2 separate regions of the Bombyx mori genome follow, and region 1 is linked to region 2. The links are chromatin contacts, called in public Hi-C maps. All regions are on one chromosome and are shown on one strand. Each heading gives the region's core, a stretch centred on a gene start, on an enhancer-like site or on the middle of the called end of the contact. The rest is flanking DNA. Distances are from core to core; before and after follow the strand shown.

Region 1 (6,597 bases), core at 3,816-6,315, 53 kb before region 2:
GCATCACTCGATACAAATGCACCAGGGGTCTTGTCCTTTACACCACGACTTCTATCGCGATGTATTCTAAAACCCAGGCGTGATATCAATACAGGTGAGACTTCAATCGTATGAGAGACGTAAGCTCGTGGGTCCTTCCTTCACGGAAATAAATTAAAAAACCAGACAAATAAAACTGTAAAACTATCAATTTCTTTCTAAAGGACAAAAGTGTTTGTATTTGACTAAATTTAAAACTTTAACAGTTTGTAAGTGCAGGAAACACAGCAATAAATTTCAAACTAATTTCACACTTCAACATTACAAAGATAAAAGATTTCATTACACCTGCACGAACAAAGAGTCAGCACCAAAGTTTTTGTTCCGTGACTTGTAAAAACACTTCGCCGATTGTCAATTTTCAATATAGCTCGTACGATTTTTAGGGTTCCTTTATTATTATTTTCTAATTATTTTTTTGCACTGATGATTGAACGCGGTCACAGCCCAATTATGTTAAATGATCGCCGGAGCCCGTAGACATCACAACGTGAGCGCGAAATTAGTCAGAAGAACTCATAGATAGGCACATCACTACGTGGATGGAATCACACGCATCGGTACAAGAGGTCTATGTCGAATTAGACTTTTTTTTATCCTACCTAGCCTTGAGAGGCTATGTTAGCGAAACCTTAACTAGTAGGTGAGCTCTCGGGGCTCAAACCTGACGACGTTGCTAACACGAACCCTAGCAAGAGCCGTGCTTCGCAGAATCTACCACCGGATCGGAAATGCGACCCACTGAGAAGATCCGGCGAGAAACTCAGTGGGCTGTGTCTGTGGGGAATGAGACTGAACGATGCAAGTCTGCGCGGAAAAAAACATTCGTGGAGTCTTCTTAGTGAGTATTTATTTTCCTTTTAGCATTGTCAACAAGCTTGCATAAAGTACTTTGAACAATGATCTGTAATGATTCCGGCATTTCCGTTTTACCATCGCAACACTCACCACTAGACTGAACTTAGAAACTACTCCTATTACATAATATACCTGGTACGTTCATCCACATAAAAAATGTTTGCTACTATACTTGGATTTGGAATGAACGGAGTTGACGGTGTTTCCTAGGTGTATTTTATATGCCTATCTTCATACGAGACTTTGAAGAGTTTTAGGCAATTGAGCTATCTCATTGAAATTGCTAATATTAATCAATATTGATGACCACTAACCATAATGTGGACTGTAAACTCGGCAGTCTTCAAATTCATTTAAAAAAATGTACATTTTTCTACTGAACCAAATAAAAATAAAACCTCTTTTCATTCGTACTGTCCATAATATGTACCTACCTGTCTATTTAAAACAATATCCTGTCAATTGCACTGCAGGTGCTTTTGATGCAAACCCAGACTGGACAACAAAGATGGACGTGAGTGGACAATAGGTTGGCTGTTGATTGTAAAGGACATCGGGCACCTTTGTATGGGACACTTACCTACAGCGAACAAAAATGAAATTAGGTCTGGTGGATAGGCAATTGAATCTAGTTTACAATGGTATAGGTCCCATATCTGTGAGCCGTGGGAATAAGGAGAAACTGGACATTAAAAAAATATATTTTTTTTTACTTTTTTGTGCAATAATTCAAGAGGAAAAAAGGAATAAAAAAAACATGTTTTTCTCTTTACTTTTATTCTGCCGCATCCAAATCTACAAGAGTTTCGTCTAAAAACGCCGCAGGTGCGTGAAATTCTTCTTGATATATAGCCCAAGATAAAAAGTATACCACACTGGCGATGTGCGCGCAACTCCCTACAGTGCGGCGGCCGTGTATACAGGAACAGTAATACCCTTCGAGGCTTTGTCTTCCTTGCAATGCCGGATTTATTAGTATATATGTATAATAGCGTTTTGCTCTTATGTGACGAGACTGTATTCTGCCTCGTATTAATATTTTATTTTCTACCAACTCTCTGCGATGGTATAATTCCATTATATACACTCCGTTTGGCCGCATGTGTTCATGGCAATAAGATTTGGCCAATTTCAAATGGTATAATTCCCAAGGTAAATAAAAATAGCTCGTCGTAAGTTAATTGTGGAAAATCTCTTAATTCGGGATTGTTTGCCTCTATCGGCGTGAATGCAACTCTTTGCCTGTTTAAGTTGTTTCGAATCACGTAATCAGCCAATTCATTTTCTCTATTTATATTCTCATTTATTATATTTATAAACTCTGCGGCATGAGCGTTATCTCTATATGGCTGATAAGTGGCATTGATAAGTGCTGCAGTTATTTTAAAATCAGTCATCATATTTGTAAGCGCTACATTAAAATAAACATGGCGGAATATTTTGAAGTCTTTTTTAAAGCGACCATTAATAGTCTCTGACTTTACTCAGGTTGACTTTACGAAAATACCACGGAGTGATATTTTAACTTACTGAGCGGTCATATTTAGTAATTAGGACAAATAGTCAACTTAAAATATGAATTTCATTTTACTTTTATTTCCATTTTCCCATTGTTATGAATTAAAATAACCACATAATATTAAATATGATTGGAAGCACTATGATTTAAAAGTGTTTTGGTTTATGTTCGCGACTTTAAAAAAAGCGGGTAAAAAACGCCCAATGATCTTTAATATCTCAGGTAGACGCGAAGACACGTTTTGACACCTAAAATTGAGTTATTACTGATGAACCATTCTTTTGTAAGGTAAATGTGCGGTACTTAGAGGTTAAGTCATTATTCATCTACAACTCGGAAAGTATGTATTTTTCGACTTATTTTGTAGATATAATATACGTGCATAAACAAACATTCAAATATACCTAACCCTAAAAGAGATATCAGTGAAATTAAATCAATTTCGAAATAAAAATAAAATAAAAACGAATATATATTTCTTTCGCGTGATAACGTACGATATTCGCTTTAAACTTACAACCAATAATTTATGACGGCTTAGTTAAGGCAAAAAAATCTGCATTCTTTAATTTTAAAATTGGTAAATTTCATTCCTTTTTTCTTCTACTACAGACTACAATCTTAAAATATCTAACAATAATCTTAATTCTTTTCTGGAAATATTTTCATTCACGCTATTAGAAACTTGTTTTAACTCTAACTAGCGATGAAATGAACGAAAACTCACAACGACTTTCATTCACGAATGCGAATAGCATTGTTTAAAAATATGTATAGACAAATCAACCAAAAAATGTATTTTAATTAACAACAAAATATTCCGTATATATTTTCTAGCATAACAGAAATTATAATCGAATAATGACTCTCAAAACCACACATCGAATCACATCACCGTCTGTTACCATTAAATTACGTTATTTGGACCAATTTATCAGAACACATTATCCAGCATTAAGGACGTGCTCACAGAAAAAATAACACGCTTTTTATAAAGCTGCGTCATACAGACGAAACGTAAAAATCGATTCAGAATTTTGTATTTCACTTTCATTACTTAAATTATCGGAGTCGGAGTTTCAATTCTATTGTATAGCTGTCCCACCCTTTAAACCTGAGCGCATGAGTTCTTTGCGGCAGAAATAAGTAGCATATTTTATTATAGTGCTTTGTGCTCCAAATGGGCATAAGGCCTCCCTGGCGGTGAGTGGTTACGTCACTCATGCACGTCAGAAACGGCAAGGACAGAGCCAAGCCGTTATCTACCACAAATCCAATCTGATCAGTAATACCATTTTTTGTATAAAAAAATACATACTATAAATTGAATTATTTAGGATATGTATTACATTTAAACCAGTGAAAATATTATATTCAACTCTGATCGTGATACACCTATAAATAAGCAGTATCATGGTGTAAACACTTCTTAATCTCAAGTCGCATAAGTCAAAATGAAGCAATTCACTACCTGAGTTCTTTACTCCCGCCTCCAAGGTGACTCGGGACTTTTTGCTGGCCCCGACTTTTTATACTCACCGTTTTATTATTACGATACGAGCCTCCGTGTGGTCACCGATTTGGAACTGACTAAAAATTTAGATGACTAATACGATTTAAAGAATACCATTTTGCATGAGAATTTGATTCGGGTATACCATAGATAGATTAATATGTTTATAGTTCACAACAACTTTGGTGAGATGTCTCCCATATTTACCAGTCTGTAAAAAAGTTATTATATGTATATTGTAAATGATTAGAACATAAATAAAACAGGGCTTTGTCGTTGTCGTTTTTTATTTCATTTTAGTTACATAACGTTTAATTGAAATGGATGAATAATTGCTCGTTTTTATGGCAACAGAGAGGTCGCTAATTTCACACAAATCACCGAAAAACTTACCGGAGTCAAACAATAAGGCTTTTGACGCAGGCTCCGTGTGAGCGCGACAAGTGGATGCCTTCACGTACTTCCATTGTTCGAAGACCGCTCTCCGCTCACCACCGGCTCACCTGCGACCACCCCCGCTAACACCCTTCCGTAGACTGATATTTTGAAAAAACTTTCATTTTGGAATTCCGACTATTTCAAATATCGACCTAATTGTTGTGTATCTTTTGTACTCTCCTGTTACTTCTATGACTTTGCTACAAAAAAATAATGTTTATCATGATTTCAAATATTGTAAAACTATACATGTATATATTATTATCATGTACATACATAGTATGCTCAATAAACTAGCTCTATGTCAACGTAGTTATTAAAATGCTTTGTCATTTATTATGATTGACAATTGTTACTGTATTTTCCTACATTACTCCTATAATGTAACCACAAGAGAAGTGTGCTTTTATGACATAAATAATACAATGTAATTTTACTGTAAAAATCATAAAAATATTGTATTCACTAATAAACAATAAGGTGGATGGGACAAAGTGCATGTCAGGAGCGCAACGGCCTTAGTCAGGGCCGCCCAGCGCAGGCAGACGCGGCGCCCGTAATCTGCCGCCATGGGAAAAATCAGGCTTCGGCGCCCCCGCCCCGCGCGCCCATTGGAGCAAGCGGCCCCGCCCCGCGCCCCACCAACCTACATAAATACTACAACGGAACGAGCATCTCCTCATTCCTCGCTCAGTACTCGTGCGATTAACACGTATCGCGTTGCGACTCTACATTTTTACCCAGTGTTCGTGTTCAGTGACTCAAGATGAAAGCGATAACAGCAGTGTGCGCGACCGGCGCCTCGGTCCCCGCGATCGCGAGCGGTCGAGTGCAGCGACACCGGGATGGCGAAAACGCTGAGATACAAATGTACCTCTCGAAGCTCCAGGATCTCGTACCCTTCATGCCCAAGAATAGAAAGATCTCCAAATTAGAAGTGATTCAGCATGTTATAGACTATATCTGCGACCTTCAATCAGCGTTGGAGAATCACCCAGCTGTTGGACAATTTGACGCTGAAGGCGCCTTAGCGTCGCCACCTTGCGCAGCGTCGCCGCAGCCCCGCCCTCAGAGGAGACCGCTAGGCCCTCGCCCTACGCCCAACACCATCCTCCGCAAATCACCCTCCACACACGAACACAGAAATCAAACGGTGAGTTCTTTATAAGATATATCATTCAACAATTATTCACTCTACAAAAATTCTATTTCAAACTTCATTGAAAATGAACAAGTTTAATGTATCGTTACAATTAGTTTTAATATTTAAAATGTAGAGCTACCGACAAATATTAATTCTCCAATCCTCAAAATGTACCCGATATAACATTAATAATAATAATGAGAATTGAGACTGTAACAGTTTCAATCATTGTAAATCACAATCTCTAGCACAACCACAGCCAGCAAGCCGTGAGAGACAGTATTGCATAAAAAAATAAATGAAATCGGCCGTGTCTGTGTTTTGCGCACACCTGCGCGTTTCGCAAGCGCGGGAAGTAAAAGTAGAGATGAGTTTCACAACGACACAAGCCACAGACTCAAACGATTATGTATTATAATCTAATTTCAATATTAAACAGCATACATTTCAGTAGAATTCTAATGAGGATTGAATGTAAATTACAACGGACAACAACATTTCTCGTGACGTAGAAAATTATGGAAATTGGTTAAAGCCAATATAAATACTAAAAGTATGCATCCATGGAACTATAATTGTTTTGTTTGTGTCTATTTCACCAATACATGTCCATTAAACTGTGCAATTACTGCACTTGATAAGTTTGACGATGAACGTTTCGTGGTTTCTGTATGACTATGATCGTTCGAGCGGAGAGGCAAATCATAGTCGGAATAGCTCTAACAACTAGTGTCAGTGTTAGTCGCTGCTCACGCATGCGTGACTGCTGTTTTGAATTTCAGCCTTGAAGCGCGGACACCTGCGCCGGCGCCGCGTAAACGACCATGTACTGACACACTATTTGAATATTCAACACATATTTATATTGACTCGTTTAGCATTCCGACTGACACCTGTGTGCGATTGTCGTTTCGCAACGTGAAGAACAACGCAAAACTCTCCAAGCGCATTGAACGTCATCACCGATGATTTTGATCCATTAACGGTGCTTTTAGGCACCACAAGCACCGGTCACCGTGCGAATTAACCCAACGACACAGCCCACTGAGTTTCTCGTCGGATCTTCTCAGTGAATCGCGTTTCCGA
Region 2 (6,843 bases), core at 3,322-5,821:
ACGCGCTATGTATGTTGATTGTATTATGTCAGAAACTTTGAAGCTTTAACGAATTTGCAATCAGATAAATGATGAGCTAAATGATGAGCATAAAAATACACCACTGGGCTTTTCCCTCTGTCGAATTCTGCTACAATAAATGCATACAACCGCCGTTTCATTTTTGTCAATTACAATTCACAACACCGGGTACAAAATTCTCAGGTGCTGACACACTTCAAAAGAAATTAAATCCAAACAGCTCTTTACAACCGCCCGATGTTGCAGTAACAACTGTTATCAGTACACAATACGTTTTAGTACAAAATAATTGTTATATTACGCACTTGACAAAAGCGTTCGACTTCCTTTCTTTTCATGTTGGTAAATTTAAAAACCGCGTCGAGATCTCTTTCAACATTGTTTATGAACTTGTTTGTAGCTAGAACTCTCGAATGGATGGACACCTGCGACCTACCTGTCGGAACGATATCTACTTGAGCAGTGTCTACACATAAGTCAACTGAATATTTTAAATTAAACAATCCACATTTATGATCTTAGTCGATATCTTCATGTAATTCAAGTTTAAAAATTGTTATAATTAAATCAATTTAAAACGATTCTTCTAAGTTATGTGCAAAAAAAAAAAAACCCGATATTTCCTCTAGTTATTTAATTTCGTGTTTATTATTTTCATTTTATTATTTCCGATTATTTTGGAATACATTACAGTTTTCGAGGTTACGGACGATTGATTAAGTCATAAAAATAGTTTAAATTATGTTTACGACTCGCAAAGACCGAGAATTCGTCGAAAAAATATCGATAAGTAAACATGGTTCGTATTATTTTGATCCGCATCATTTATAATTTTGAACAATTTTGATCTTCTGACAACAAATTGAGACAACAAACAGAGAAAAAAAAACAATCCATTGATCTTGAACAACTATTAATAAAAAAGCCAAACCATTTTGAACACGCATCGTGTTCTCAGATGTGTAGGAGCGTCTCAAAAGGTGGACTTTCGACTTTACAGTTTCCTGCGTTTGTTAACGAACAATAGGCCATAAGCTGCGCAGACACAGCCTGCCGCTGACAACGTTAGGATGCGCCATTCAAACCAGCAACGAGCACACGATCAGTCACGCACTTAATAACTTAAGTTTTGAAAATAAGATTTTTTTTATTTATTGCTTAGATGGGTGGACGAGCTCACAACCCACCTAGTGTAAAGTGGTCACTGGAGCCCATAGACATCTACAACGTAAATGCGCCACCCACCTTGTGATATAAGTTCTAAGATCTCAGTATTGTTACAACGGCTAATTTCTAATCTAATTGCATAAAACTGTGTTTTAAGGTTTTTCCTTCATAATATTTTATTTTGAAATACGTACATACAAACACGGAAATATTACCCGATATACGTATCATGGATGTCTCTCATGTGAGAGTGGACTCGAAAGGCTTTGAGAGTGTTCTAATACCATTGTTATAAGAATTGTCATTGTACATAAAGTCAAATGTAGTCCTGGGGCTCAGTGATAGCGGCATGTGTCCTCATCCTTAGCGATATACTAACTTTTCTCTTTTGTGATATGACCGAGACAATGCTTACTTACGAATAAACTGCTTGAAAATCTGCAAGAAAGAATATTTGTCGGTCTGTAAGTACGTTCTCTTTGCGTTCACGATTCGTTAATTTGTAAATTTGTTTATAATTAAGAAAGATTTCTAACATAATGTTTATATGCACACAGAACGCGCGAATCGTTTTCCAAACCCATGTCTATATAACATACTTAGCGAAAGTCACAGTGAAACCCGATAGGAGTTTTCTTGTTCGTTTTTATTTATTTATTTATTGCTTAGACGGGTAGACGAGCTCACAGCCCACCTGGTGTGAATTGGTTACTGGAGCCCATAGACATCTATGACGTAAATGCGCCACCCACCTTGAGATATAAGTTCTAAGGTCTCAGTATAGTTACAACGGCTGCCCCACCCTTCAAACCGAAACGCGTTACTGTTTCACGGCAGAAATAGGCAGGGTGCCATGGTTCCATGGTTCCATGTATTAAATCGTTTTTAAGTCACAAATCGAAATTAATCTGCTTATCCAAACTTTGTATAATATGGTATATATAACGTCCACGTGTGCTGCTCATAACACAGCACATATTTACAGACGGCCAGTCGATTGTGACGTAACACCTCGATTCAGAACACGGCTAAAAATTATGAAAACACGTAAAATTTAGACGCATATGATTTTCTTGTAAAAACTATTCAACTCTCTCAAATGAATTGACCATACTTAATAGTTACTTTTTTACAAGTCTTCACTATGTTCTACCACATAAATACCATACACATACAAAAATATGAGAATAACAAAAATACGATTTTTACTGGTGGTAGGACCTCTTGTGAGTCCGCGCGGGTAGGTACCAACACCCTGCCTGTTTCTGCCGTGAAGCAGTAATGCGTTTCGGTTTGAAGGGTGGGGCAGCCGTTGTAACTATACTCAACTATACTGAGACCTTAGAACTTATATCTCAAGGTGGGTGGCGCATTTGCGTGGTAGATGTCTATAGGCTCCAGTAACCACTTAACACCAGGTGGACGGTGAGCTCGTCCACCCATCTAAGCAACAAAAGAACATAAAAATAAAAATACGAGCGAGACATATTTTAGTTAACTGAAACCGTTATTCCGATAGAATTCGATCTATAATGGGAATTGCCTTATGCTTATAGAGCGAAGGTCTAATTTCGTATCTATGGACATATGCAGCCCCTAACATCAGATAGACTGGGAACTTTTCTCCGAGCTCACTCACATTGATTCTATCTACAAAATCCTTATTTGAGAACATTTTAATACAAAATTTCTTGCATTCATTTTTTATCCTAATAAAATCATTGACGCATATCTTATTTGTGTCCCGTGTACTTTCTACAATGGCTGCACCGTTTTATGCGGCATTCGGCTATATTTTATAATGGGCTTGTTGTAAATTTTTTTTTTACAGACGAACTAACCCCTATCTTAGTTGGTTACTGGAGCCCAAAGACAGCAAGCACAATGCGAAATCTCAAGTTATGATGGATTTCAATTGACATCTAATGGGATGAGTTTTAGTGCTTTCAGACGCAGAGTAGCGTACGCTTCTATCGATGGTGGCAAATCTCTTGTAATTAATAATAATAACTAATAAACTGGGAACAAATCACGCCCGGTCATCTGGCCGCAAATTAGAATTTCCTGTGTTATGGGTATTAGAGACTGACATACATACTTATATACGTTTAAATAAATACATATATCCATAATAAACACCCAGAGAGAGCAAACAAGCCTGTGGGAATCGAACCCACCACCCTCGGCCCAACAGTCGGAGACGCTAACTATTGCACTACCGAGTCAGTCAATCAGTAATTCAACAGACACTGATAATTTAAGACTAGCTATTTGACTAAAGAAGACAAATGCGAACGATATGCTAGACCTACACCGTATCGTGTCAAAGCTCACAAATCACGGTGATAAATATAAAAAAACTCAAAGAAAAACTCTCTTTAGTTAAGAAAAAGAAAAAGCCTTTGATCTTTACCCACCATAGGCTTGTCGTTGAAATTATGGAAGCTCGTTCGGAGGCTTGTTCGTAAACTTCAAAGAACTCAAGCAATTACATAAACGTTTTTGACGTAGCAGTGTATGCAAATTCAGTACGGCAACAAGTTTCTATTCGTTCGCACACGTGCATTGTACCTACGATGCGACGAGAGAGCATTGACTCCGATTTGCAGGTGTCGAGTACGCGACATGATCGCAGTGGCACCAGTCGAGACAGAAACAGAAGAGTAACTGTCGACACACCGAGAGTTTTGTCGAAACACCCCTTTTATGCCTACACAATTAGTGCTTAAACTAAATTGAACTTCAACTACTGTAGTATGTGTGACATAATGTTACCAGGCGCTCCTAACAGATGATCGCCTTGATTGTCTTTTTTTATTTTTATTGCTTAGATATGTGGACGAGCTGGTGTTAAGTGGTTACTGGAGCCCATAGAGATATGAGTTCTAAGGTCTCAGTATAGTTACAATGTCTGTCTTTCAGATCAGATGAGACTACGAATTCAGGATCCAAATGAACCGCTGCCTCTGCTGAGAGTTGTCCAAATTATTATTTTCTTTCGTTTCTAGGCAAACGAGCGTACAGTCCACCTGAAGGCGAGTGGTTACGACCACTCACGTCAACAATGCAGCCAAGTCATGGCCCACCGCAAGGAGCGTAAACCCCGTTTGAAGTAGTGCTCAGGAAACACTGTTGGGAATTAAATCCAGAGCCAGACGGTACGTGACTAAAAATTATCTCTGGAAACGCACCGTAAAATATGCCATAGATACCATAAAATTTTTTGCTCACGCAACGAACTCAACACATTACTAACCAAAAATTCATACATTTCAAATTACAACTTCTTTACGATAACAACAATCTACTGTGAGTAAACTGCGCTTTTCGCTAGCGTGACCAACTATGACGTCAGCGCACTAAGCACTGACTTGACATGGAGTGCGGCGCCTGCGCATCCATTTAACAAAAGAGACAGCATGAATTGCCGCAATGCGGTCGCTTGTGTTATTCAATACAAAGAAAATAACTATTCCAAGTTTCACGTTTTGTTCCGAGCTGTAACCCGAGACGGACTGCGCTAAGCAAGTAATACGTATCTACGTAAATTTTAAGTACCTTATAAAAGCACGGATTTATGACAGTCTCCGTAATGTTGTATTAAAATGGGATTCATAAAGATACGAGCTAAGCGTTGTAATGTAAAGTATCAATTTTATCATGCAGCTGTACAAAAAGCTGGCTTCGTGAAATTCCTTTTTCGATACTTGACATTCGTGATCTCCTTTTTAGACCCAATATGAGAGAGCTACGTAAGTTTTTTTTTTTATACCTGACTACGCAAGGAAGCTTGTCTTTGCCTTACACTGAGGAACTCAGTACTAAAAGAAATCACTGTCGGACATCAGTCATTCCTCACTCCATATTTGGTTTGCAAACGTGAATTTTTATGAGCCTTACAAAACGGGCAACAATCACACAGGTGTAGTGAAATACGTAAGCTACAATAATTTAGCGTATCGTAATGGAAAACATACCAAAACAGGCGGTAAAGTTAATCAAGATGATCCTGATTGTTTAACGTGAATCCAAAATAATCCTAGCTTAATTTTAAAGCAATCATAGTGTTATTCTTTTTAATACGATTTCTATCGCCAAAAAAGGCAGGTGAGTTTAACTTATTACCAATCTAAAGGTATGGGATTACTGTGGCTCATGGACATCAGCAAAGCCAGGACTATGCCACTGTCCACTGCTGACGATTTTTCTGGATTTTTTTTCCGTATCTATGAAATACTTTTTTATATTTCCAATGTTAAAAAATCTTCTCTCTTGCCCATTGTTCAATTGAATTGATAAATTCAAACAAAGCTATGTAGATATTTCAATTACAACCTCTTTTCCGTTAAACAACATTTGTACTCCGACAAACTTTCTTACCGTATTTAATTTGACAAACAGAACTAATGGATATCGCAAAACGTCGGGGAAGTAGACGGTCAGAGTTTATCAGTAGCCGTCGGCGCCGTCTTATCAACCTGCCGGACAAATAACTGCCCTTCTTAGCCAGAACTACTTAATGCGTAGTTATAAAGAATGATTTATAATGTGACCTATTTATAAACAAAAATATCTTTACAAATAATTACTCGCTTTAAAATGCTATGTGATTTTTTTCAGCTCGTGGTCCTACTTAATTTTAATATCATTTAGGTATTAACAATTATTGTAAACTAAGTGTCTAAACAGAATAAACTTACAAGAAAGTTATTAAACGACAACACTCATGATCAACGTTGGAATAAACATTGTAGAATAGTGTTGCATAGTGTTGCAATAGCGTTAAAATAACACTTTTTAATTAAGAAATTAATAAATTTAATAAATAGGTTTCTTGGAAAATATAATGTTATTATTCTTAAAAGCAGACGAAAGCTCTTGTATAATTTTGCGATTAATTTTATTTTAACAGCCGGCTTCATGGTCTAGGTGGCTTTGTAAATATGTCTTATTTTCAAATTGAAATATTCTCTGAAATTAAGCACACTCTTAGCCACGAAAATCCTTTCGATCCGCAATAACGGAATTGATATAATAGACAGAATAGACGGATTAAGCATATTATTGTTTTGGCTTCGTTAAATCACGAGAATCCAGATTTAGCTAAATAAAAAAGTTATATTTGATGATTATCCATTGACTTGATATATATTTATCATTAGAACAGAGTTCTTCATGAATAATTTAAGCTGACCCCACTCTACAAACCCCTAATAAAAATATGATTCTTCCCTTTTTTTATTTTTCATTTCTGCAGCTTCCCGAAAATATACTAAGTAATATAATTTATACATTTTTTAAGAATTGCAGTATGGTTTTATGTCATTAAAATTATTGAGTAACATTCAAAAATAGCAGTGATATTCGTTCAACAAACATAATTTTCTTTATACCCTGTATGTGTGTATTCAAAACATTGCTTGACAAAACTCTTGTTTCAAAATAAACGAGGCTTAAATTGAACAAAAACTATTTGGTGGGGACTCGAATCCTGTTGGAATTCATATTAGTCTAATTTATAGTCATAAATGTTTCCGTAAAATTATTTCGGTGTTCAATGACCAAACAAAATTTTAACGTAGAAACAAAAACAAAACGAGAGGGTTCCTTATCTTTTAATATCTTAAATAACGTCTGTTATATCTTAAATTATCA

The links. A called contact is a pair of places that touch in the nucleus more often than the background predicts.
Region 1: a contact with region 2 is called in a Hi-C map of posterior silk gland, with 1.6 times the contacts expected there. The contact joins the promoter of LOC693081 here to the enhancer-like site in region 2. A contact is called at or near these places in 5 of 7 Hi-C or Micro-C datasets (middle silk gland, posterior silk gland, an unstated tissue and 1 more).

Annotation. Positions count from the first base shown.
Region 1 is chr11:14,882,910-14,889,506 of ASM3026992v2, reverse strand. It overlaps LOC693081 (extramacrochaetae protein), which reads left to right and starts at 5,065. Exons shown (of 2, transcript NM_001046834.1): 1 at 5,065-5,520. The coding sequence starts at 5,134. It overlaps LOC110386380 (a long non-coding RNA gene), which reads right to left and starts at 4,937. Exons shown (of 2, transcript XR_002431570.3): 1 at 4,644-4,937; 2 at 4,199-4,567.
Region 2 is chr11:14,829,024-14,835,866 of ASM3026992v2, reverse strand. No RefSeq gene overlaps it. Among protein-coding and RNA genes, the nearest start is that of LOC101738508, 14 kb to the right of the region's middle. Within about 2 kb of position 4,571, at least 7 of the 8 cell types and tissues checked have open chromatin away from gene starts, as enhancers often do.